2 separate regions of the Macaca mulatta genome follow, and region 2 is linked to region 1. Evidence: chromatin contacts called from public Hi-C data. All regions are on one chromosome and are shown on one strand. Each heading gives the region's core, a stretch centred on a gene start, on an enhancer-like site or on the middle of the called end of the contact. The rest is flanking DNA. Distances are from core to core; before and after follow the strand shown.

Region 1 (5,346 bases), core at 1,076-3,575:
TGCCTGCTAAGTGAAGGGAACGGAAGTGTGTCCGCACTTTGCCTTCTGGGTAATGTAGTCTCCACAGGCTTTGGCGCTATCATCACCTGCGGTCGTGTCCGCGGGGAATTGCAGTCAGTAACAAACTGAGTGGACAGGACTTTCTTCTGATTTCAGAAAGGACAGGACAGTTAGTATAAACACAAGCTCGGATTAACATGAAGTCCAGAGACTCCATTTCCCACCATTCCAGGAGGCGGGAGGGGCTAAGAAAGCTTTCATTCTACCTCTAAGCATTTCCGGGGGAGGAAGAGACAACCACACACACAGGAACTGTTTCCCAGCGCTCTTTGGGGGCTACTCTCTTTCGGATATTAATCGATAAATAGGACGACTCACTGAGTACACAAAACCTGAGGCTACTCTTTGCAGCTGGCCTCCTTATTTTTGGCTTTCCGGGATCCTGTAATTTAGGAAGCGGAGGACGCAAAACACAGAGTGGGAGGCCCGGTGCCGTGGCTCAAGCCTGATATACCAGCACGTTGGAGGCTGAGGTAGAATCGCTTGAGCCCTGGAGTTGGAGACCAGCCTGGGCAACATGGCGAAGCCCTCCACCCTACCCCCACCCCGCAAAAGAAACCAAACCAAACCAAATTAGCAGGGCGTGATGGTGCACGCCTGTAGTCCCACCTACATGGGAGGCTTAGGTGGGGGGATTGCTTGAGCCTGGGAGTTCGAGGCTGCAGTGCCACTGCCCTCCAGCCTGGGCGACAGAGCGAGACCCTGTCTCAAATAAAGCAAAATCTGAAAACTGAATGGGGGTTCAAGACATAATTTTTTTTTTTTTTTTTTTTGAGACGTAGTCTCACTCTTGTCGCCCAGGCTGGAGTGCAGTGGCGCGATCTCGGCTCACTGCAACCTCCGCCTCCCGGGTTCAAGCGATTCTCTTGCCTCAGCCTCCTGAGTAGCTGGGATTACAGGCGCCCGCCACCACGCCCAGCTAATTTTTGTACTTTTAGTAGAGACGGGGTTTCGCCATGTTGGCCAGGCTGGTCTCGAACTCCTGACCCCAGGTGATCCGCCCGCCTCGGCCTCCAAAAGTGGTGGGATCACAGGCGTGAGCCACCGGCACCCAGCCTGAGCCACCGCGCCCGGCCCAGAAATTCTATTTCCGTCTTTTTAATGCTCCATTCAGCTTCCTGGTGCGAACCACATTGCTAGGAAAAGCTAGACTGTATCCGAAGACTAGTTAGTGTTCGGAGAAACCGCCGGGAACTTTGTTTCCCGAATTCTTTGCAGAGTTGCGGTTAGAGAGGGGACATTTTTTCTTTCTTGATCTATGGTCACCTGGAACTTAAAGGTGCTTGGCTCCATTTTCCAGCAGTCCTTGATCGACCTCGCCTCTTTCTTTAAGAAGAACCTGGGGGCGAGGAAGGAGGGGCTGAAACACTTTTAAGTCTCTCCAGGGAACTACTGCAGTCTCTAACCTTTCGCTCCACGCCCCCGATGGTGGCCATTGGACTCCGCTTCCCGACAAGCCTCCGCAAACTGGCCTCACAAAGGGTCAGGTCTGGACTATTCCCCAGCAGGCTTGGAGCTCATGGGCGATCCCGCCCCCTCAGTCAATGGGGAGGATGCCTTGAACTCCATTTCCCAGAACACACCAGGGCTCGCTGTGGCAACTGCACTGAAGCCTTGGTGTTGACTACACTTCCCGGCAGGGACTGCGGCCTAGCGTACCTGGGAAGAGAAGCGCGAAATTTACTCCATTTCCTCTCCCATCTCCGGAATTGCAGTATCCACTTGGGACTTAAGAAACCACCTGGGACTCCATTTCCCGGCGTGCTTTAAGAATCGCTTTACACCTGCAATGCGGTGAGGGCGTGGCGATGACTCCATTTCCCGGCTTGCTTCACGGCCCGAGATCCGCAGGTTCACGCGCGCCGACTCAATTTCCCAGAGCGCACCGGGCTCTGGGACGCACACACAGCCAATAAACTGAGTGAGTGGACTCTGTTTCCCAGCGTGCATCAGGCTCTCTGCTTCCCGAAATACTTCAGGGCTCCCCGTCGTACCGTCGGCAGACAGATTACCCTGGACTCCATTTCCCGACGTATAGCGCGACCCGTCATTCCCGCGGTCTACTCTGAGGCTTTTGTGGACTTCATTTCCCGGCGTGCCACGGGGCTCTCTGTGCGGGCCGAGGGCGGCGACGGCGGCGCGGACGACAGCCGGACTGCATCTCCCGGCGTGCCCCGCGGCGGGCGCTGGGCCGGAGCCGGAGCCCAAACCCGAGCGGCGCGGCCTGGAAGAGGCCAGAGCCCGGGGGAGGCGGCGGCAGCGGCGGCGGCTGGGGCAGCCCGGGGAGCCCGAGCCCCGCGGCCTGGGCCTGTGCTCGGCGCCATGAGCGGCGGCGGGCCTTCGGGAGGCGGCCCTGGGGGCTCGGGCAGGGCGCGGACCAGCTCGTTCGCGGAGCCAGGCGGCGGAGGCGGAGGCGGCGGCGGCGGCCCCGGAGGCTCGGCCTCCGGCCCAGGCGGCACCGGCGGCGGAAAGGCATCTGTCGGGGCCATGGGTGGGGGCGTCGGGGCCTCGAGCTCCGGGGGTGGACCCGGCGGCAGCGGCGGCGGAGGCAGCGGAGGCCCCGGCGCAGGCACTAGCTTCCCGCCGCCCGGGGTGAAGCTGGGCCGTGAGTACTAGCGGCGCCCGTGTAGGGTGGTGATCAGGGTTCCCAAAGCTCCTCAGACATCCATCAGGTTCTTTCATATGCTTAGGTAGGAGCCAGAGGTCACTATGCCTCCCCAAATCGGGGATCTGAGCCCTCTTCCTCCCAGGAAAAGGGGTCTTGGGGTTACCATCTCTTGGAGATCAGAATTACTCTTGGATCAGAATTACTAACACTCAAAGAAACAGGGGTTACAAGTCCCTGTTCTTTCATTATTGAGATCTTGGGTCCTTGAGCCTTAAGAACAGGTATCTGACGTTGCTACTCATTATAATATTGGATCAGAGGTCACAGTCGCTTGCAAATGGGGATTTAGGGTTATTGTCTCCTAAGAGAACAAGAATAAGACCAATCGCGAAAAAGAGGGATCTGCATTCGCTGTCCTTCAGAAGATGAGGATTTGGAGTGAATATCACTTAGAAGCAGGGCTTTGAGGTTACTGTGTTGTGTCCCCAAAGAATAAGGCCAGGCTTGCCAAACCTGGTACTCAGATCACCTTCCCTATTAAAACCAAGACCTGGCATCATTACCCACCCTAAATATTGTTGAGCTGTACCCCCAATGGTGAGAATTAATAGTTACTGCTTCTTAAAGACATTGGGAGTCAGCATATCCTTCAAATCAAGTCCATAGTCCATGTTTTAAAATACATGGCTTGGTGTGTCTCCTTTAACAAAAATGGAATGGAGCAGGGTAGGTCACAGTTTCCTATAAAATATGGATCTAAGGTTATACTTGTTCAATAATTGTTCTAAGGTATGGTGTCATTGGCTCTGAAAAAAATAGTGATGTAGGGTTATCTCCCTCTGAAAGAACATGTCACTGGCCCCTCAAAATGGATTTGGTGGCCGGGCGCGGTGGCTCACGCCTGTAATCCCAGCACTTTGGGAGGCTGAGGCAGGCGGATCACCTGAGGTTCTGTTTGAGACCAGCCTGGACAACTGGTGGAACCCTGTCTTTACTAAAAATACAAAAAATTAGCTGGGCGTGGTGGCGGGCGCCTGTAATCCCAGCTACTCGGGAGGCTGAGGCAGGAGAATCGCTTGAACCCAGCAGGCGGAGGTTGCAGTGAGGCGAGATCGTGCCACTGCACTCCAGCTGGGCAACGAGAGCGAAACTGTGTCTCAAAAAAAAGAAAAGAAAAAAAAAAAGAAAAAATGGATTTGGTTCATCAGTTACTCAAAGGGGTCACTATCCTTTAAGAATGGCACCAAGGTTTGCTACCATTTGAATAATGGGAATTGGAAATTATAGCTTTCCTTCAAAGGACTGAGGCTGGAATAGCCCCTTGATAATAAAGGTCAGGTTCATCATTCTCATAATTTGGTGCTTGTCCATTAGGGACCACCCACATACGGGGAGGAGTCTGGGTCTCTGGACCACTCAGATGAAGAGGTCAGGTCAGTGTTTTTTTCTAACCTCAAAGTACCAAAAAGTGAGGGTCAGGGCACTGGTACATACAGCAGGAGAGGACATTCATTTCTGTCACCAAGAACCAGTGAAGTTACCAGCTCTACAGGGGAGGACTTAGAGGTTAGTATCCTCTAGGCTGTGAGATAGGTTAGTGTTTTCCTGAAGTAGGAGTACCTGAGGGTTACTGCTCCCTTAAGTGGAAGAGGCCAGGTCAAGCTTTCTCCAAAGAGGAGGGGCCAGAGGGCAGTAGATCCAGAGTAGATGGAGTCAACATCTGATGTCTCCCAGTACCAAGACGACCAGTGATCTATTGCTTCCTAGAAGTAGAAATTTGGGGTTGCCAGCCCTTGAAGCAGAGAGATTTAGGTATCAATATCCTCCCATGTGGAGGGGGGGCAGGATTTAAGGTTCCCAGAAAGGAAGAGGGTTTGAAAAGTCACTGGGAAGGTTCCAGCATCCACCTTTCCTCAAAGAGGAGGAGGGAACAAAGAGGTCCCCAACGAGCTTCCTGCAGAGATTTCCCTTCCTCCTACAGCCCCAGGATGGGGTGATGCGCAGACAGGATGGGTCAGTGGATCGTGTATCCCCTTTGTTCCCCAGGTGACAGCGGGAAGGTGACCACAGTGGTAGCCACTCTAGGCCAAGGTCCAGAGCGCTCCCAAGAGGTGGCTTACACAGACATCAAAGTGATTGGCAATGGCTCATTTGGGGTCGTGTACCAGGCACGGCTGGCAGAGACCAGGGAACTGGTCGCCATCAAGAAGGTTCTCCAGGACAAGAGGTTCAAGGTAGCTTGGGCGGGATGGGGACAGGGAGGTTTGGGGACTTGGTGTGACTGGTGGGAGAACCCCAGCCAGAGAGCTGGAGGCTTAGGTTTCAGAGCCATGGACCAGAAGAGAAAGTGGGGAAAAGAGGAAATGAGACGTGGGGAAAAGAGGAAATGAGATGGGAAATGTGGATCCCAGGAGAGCCCAGAGCTTTTACTGGGCATTTGCTCAATGTAAGTGCTTTATAGGCAAATTCTTATTTAATTTACATAAAGATTCTCTGAGGGTAGATACTGCGGTTATACCCATTCTAAGTGTACGCTAACCTTAAGCAGGGAAACAAACTCAGTAACAGGATTGCCTGAGGTCATAGAGCAAGTGCCCCAGTCAAGGCTAGAATCTGATTCCCAAACCCTACCTTAACCATTTGGTTACACTTCTTCCCAGAAGAGAAAGGGACCTGGA
Region 2 (4,674 bases), core at 1,049-3,548, 86 kb before region 1:
ATGCTCTGCCAGTATTCTATGTTTTAACACACTGGATTTCTAGTTCTTCAGAAGCATCACTCTCCTGCTTCCCTACCTTTGCATGGCTATTCTTGCCTGGAATGCCGTTCTGCTCCCTCCTACAGATGCCTCTGATCTCAGCTATACCCCAGGTTAAATCACAAGTCTTCACAGAGAAAGAGCCAGTGAAGCAGGGTTCTGAGGCATGCATAGGAGTTTATTGGGTGGAAAAGGAAAACAAACAGCCTTGAAGTGCGTTTGTCTCTTCCACTGACTGGGAGTCCAGAAGGGTAGGGCTGGGGCCTTTTCTCCCCTCCTGACAGATTCCTATTGGTCCTTTAGGTCTCAGCTTAGACATTTCCTCCTCCAGGAAGCTTCTCTGTTCTCCCCGGCCCCAGATCAGGCACTTTCTCTGGGCTTTCTCAGGCCTGTGGGATTCCTCCATCACAGACCACTCTTGGCTCTCACTATTAGTGTGTTTGTCTCCCCGACTAGACTCCAAGACCTAAGTCACCGGGGATTGCTGGAGCTGTCTCAGTCTGGGCTATGTCCAATGGGAAACATAATGTATGGCACATGAATGACAGAAGAAAAATGCTTTTATTGAAGTACTTTACAAATAACAACAATAATCCTAATGCCATTTATAGAACAGTTACTATATGCCACACATCAGGCACGTGAAATACCCGTTTTCATTTCATTGCAACAACTCTATGAGGTGAGTACTCTTGTTATCCCATTTGTGGGGGGAAGGAAACTGAATCTCAGAGAAAGAAAGTCACGTGCTCAAAATCACAAAACTAGTAAGAAGAAGCCAGGCACAGTGGCTCACACCTACAATCCCAACACTTTAGGAGGCTGAGGTGTGAGGATCGTTTGAGCCCAGGAGTTCGGGTCTAGTCTGGGCAACATGGTGAGACTCTGTCTCTACACACTCAGTTACTTGGGAGGCTGAGGTGGGAGGATCACTTGAGCCCAGGAGGTAGAGGCTGCAGTAAGTAAACTGTGTTGGTACCATTGCACTCCAGCCTGGGTGACAGAGTGAGACCCCCACCTCAAAAAAAAAAAAAAAAAAAAAAAAAGGAAGTAGTAGTAGAACCAAATTCAAAGCCAGATGATTGGATCCAGACCCTGAGTTCTTAACAGTTACTCAGAAGACCCGGCACTGATGCTCCTGTCTTGTAATTGTAAACCTGGGTGTAGGTGCATCTCCCCCACCAGACTGGGAGGCCTTCCAGGGCAGGGCCCAGGTTGGCTGCAACCCTGGCTGTCAGGCATTTTAGAGCAAAAGGCCTGGACCAGAACCGAGCTCTGGGAATGTGGTGAGTGGATGAATGCACACATGAATGAACTAGCAGCGAATTAGTGAGTGACCCACGCGGCCCCACTCACCCTCGATGAGCCACTCGCAGTTGCCATTGACGCTGTAGTTGCCAGCACCATCCGTCACGAAGCCTGGCGCCTCCCGCAACACCTGCCGCTGCCCCTTGCAGTCCCCCGCCTGGGCCCCAGGGGACAGCGACCCCAACACGGCCAAGGCCAAAGCCAGTGCCGTGGCCAGAGCCTTGCCCAGGGCCATCGCCGCCTCCTGTACTGACTCTTAGAGCGGGAACGGGCCGTAAAAACCTGGAGAGGACCCTCTACCCGGCGTGAGGCCCTGCAATGCGACCTCTATAGGCATAACATGGCCTTGTAGACCGAGGAGGTCCTGGAGACGCAGTCCCGGCGAAGGGAACGGCCACTGCTGACAGGCTCTGGAAGCCGAGGGCTGGGCCCTATAGAGCGATGGAGGCCCTGTATATGGAGTCACTATGGACGGGGACGACCCCTAAGGACCTTGGGGGTCCCCTATAGACACGGGCCCCCATAGGGGGCCAACCCCATAAACAGTGTCCAGTATTACAGACTCGGGCTGCTGCAGGCCAAACGGACCTTATATACGGGTGAGTCCCCAGGGGGCGAAAGGCTCTACGGCCCGGCAGAAGCCTCCATAGAGGCTGCGGGCCGGGACAGACCAGGATCCGATGGTCCAGGAGAGACTCCTCCAGCCGGGGGCGGGGCGCGAGCGGGTGCCGGGGGCGGAGTCCGTCTTCAGGGGCTCGGGCCTGGACCCCATTGACGCACTCCCCTTGCTCACCCACCCGCGCCTCCCTCCCAAGCCGGATGGGCCAAATCAGAGAGACGAGGGGACGCTTGGGCCAGAGCGGCCGCGGGAAGACCCGCTGTGGGAGGGCGAGGGGCCTAGAGCCGAGGAGCCGCAGTGGGAGGCACGGCGGAGAGGAGGCGAGAAGTTGCAGAGCGGTCGGTCAGAGCGGCCCTGGGAGGACTGCGGAGCGCCCAACCCCAATCCTCCATAAAGGGAGACTTCCGGGGAAATTCCCCGCCCATTTATTCCCAACCGCATGCGCAGCAGCCTCCTCCTGGAGCGATGCTCCTGGAGACGAGAAAATTACACATGCGCAATGCTAAGATCGTAACCCAAACTCTGGGTGCCTGTGATTGAGCAAAGCACGGGCCACTGGAGGGCGCCTCTACCTCTGAGTGAGGAAAGGAAGGCAAAAATAAAGGAGTGGTGCAAGGCCCTGCTAGATGTTTGATCATCTTCAACGTTCCCAGATTCTGGAGCAACATAAAGATCAGGTTATACAGGCCTCTGCCTCCGGTTCCAAATTCCCATTTCACAGATGAACACAATGAGGCCCCGAGCCTGACATAGTTCTGGCTCAGCCCCGCCGCTGAACACCATCAAGATGTAAAAGAAGCCATGTTATAGATAAAAACGAATCTTTTTTATTTTGGCAAGAAGGGGGAAATGTCTTTCTGCCAGGGACCCGAGGGAAGGCCCCCGGAATGGAGATAGGGGCAGACGGAGCACGGATCCGAGGTCACAGATCCGAGGGAGGGTTTCAGGGTCGAGACCAGCATCGCAATATCCATCCCGGGGTCGCAGAGTCCTGGAGAGTCACAGGCAGGGTCCCGGCGGTCACCACGGGTGTTCCGGAGTCCAGCGGGGTCAGAGGTCTCGAAGGGGGCCAGGGGGCCGGAGGTCACGGAACAGCGGGAGCCCAGAATCCGGCGCCGTTCGGGGCAGGGGCTGAGGGAGGGGACGGGGAGAGCGGCTCCCGCGGGATCGTTTGGCACAGAGGGGAGGGGGGCGGGACGCAGCGTACCCAACCTGGGCGCGCGGGGTAGGAAGGGTCGGGAAGGCCCGGGATGGCCGAGCTCTCGGGCCGGGATAAAGCAGGGGTCCGGAGCCCGGTCACGGCCCATGGGGCAGGGGCGGGCAGGGGTGCTCAGACCGGGGGTGCGGTACCCCCGGCCGTGTGCATGCTGAAGTATTCGGTGAAGCCGGTGTGCGGCGCCGCCGTCTGGGGCACGAGCGGCTGGTAGGGCGGCGTCGGGCCGTCCCAGCCCGGGTCGGCCGCCTTGGGGAACCGAGCGGGAAGTGGGGGGGAGGCTGCGCCCGGCTCGGCCATGGTCACCACGCGGCCCCTCGGGGCCACCGCCGCCGCCACCGCCGTCTCCTCCACCTGCTTCCCGGCCTGGGAGGGGGGTCAGGGTCAGAGGCAGTCCCGGACCCTCGCGGGGCAGATGCGGCCCCGAAGGCCCGTCCCCCTCCCCCGGAGAACCCTTCTACCCCAGGTGTGGACGCACGTGTCAGTCAGGGAATGACTGGGTGGCGGGGCGCCTGGGCAGCGGGGCCAGGTACTCAAAAGGCGGCGTCGGGGCGCGCGGGGCGAACTCCGGCGGCGGCCGGGGAGCTGGGGGAGAGCCGCGGAAGGCGGGCGGTGGGGGCACGGCGCAGGGCGTCTGCAGGGGTGTGCGCAACAGCGCCAGTACCCAGTCAGGCAGGGTGGGCGCGGGCGCCAGGGGACGGTCGCGGCGCGGTGTTGGGGCGTGGGGTGTGCGAAAGGCAAGGGGAGGGCTCAGGCGCCCGGGCGCCGGGGGCGGCGGCGGGGCCGGGAGCGGGGTCAGGTACTCCAGGGGCGGCGCCAGCAGCTCCTCGGGCGCTGGGGCTGCGGGGCTTACGGAGGTGGTGGGCGGGGGGATGGAGAAGAGCTCCGTGAAGTTGGGCACCGAGTCGCTGATAAACGTCACGTTCCCATAGACGTGCTGCGGAAAGGCCTTGTCAGCGGATTGGTTCCCTCCGGGTCCAGGGACTCCAGCCGATGCGATCTGCGACGTGCGCACGTGGTACGGGAAGTTCTTGTTGGCCGCTGATGGGCGGGTCATGATCTGAGGCCAGGGCCAGGAGCAGGTGTGAGAGGCACTGTCAGGCCAGAGGCTGTCCCCATAAACTTGGGGTTCGAAGGATTCCCTTTCAGTTGACATCCCCCACACTTCCTGAAGCCATTCACACTGGATTAGGTGCCCCCTCTGGGCTCTCAAAGTGCCCTGGATCCTTACCTTTTCCCTTCAACACAACTCGACCTGTGCTTCCTCCATCAGAGCCCTGATCACTGAGCTATCACTGATCACTGACTGGTTAGAGTCAGCGTCCTGCACAGTATGATAGCCACTGGCTGCATGTAGCTTAAATTTCATCAAAATAAATTTTAAATGTTGGTCAGTCACACTCCCCAATACACACTCACTATGCCCTACTCACATTCAAGTGCTCAACAGTCACATATGGTTAGTAGCTCCCATATTGGAAAGTGCAGATAATAG

Evidence for each region. Hi-C and Micro-C count contacts between places; a contact is called where the count stands out from the background.
Region 2: a Hi-C map of fetal cortical plate shows a contact between it and region 1, with 1.8 times the contacts expected there. The contact joins the promoter of MEGF8 here to the promoter of GSK3A in region 1. A contact is called at or near these places in 4 of 14 Hi-C or Micro-C datasets (fetal cortex germinal zone, fetal cortical plate, fibroblasts and 1 more).

Annotation. Positions count from the first base shown.
Region 1 is chr19:53,295,082-53,300,427 of T2T-MMU8v2.0, reverse strand. It overlaps GSK3A (glycogen synthase kinase 3 alpha), which reads left to right and starts at 2,325. Exons shown (of 11, transcript NM_001266636.2): 1 at 2,325-2,665; 2 at 4,715-4,902. The coding sequence starts at 2,383. The region is part of intron 1 of DEDD2 (death effector domain containing 2); the gene reads left to right.
Region 2 is chr19:53,381,320-53,385,993 of T2T-MMU8v2.0, reverse strand. MEGF8 (multiple EGF like domains 8) reads right to left here and starts at 2,298. Exons shown (of 40, transcript XM_015124044.3): 1 at 1,396-2,298. The coding sequence starts at 1,582. It overlaps TMEM145 (transmembrane protein 145), which reads right to left. Exons shown (of 15, transcript XM_077983009.1): 14 at 4,033-4,239; 15 at 2,774-3,097. The coding sequence ends at 3,017.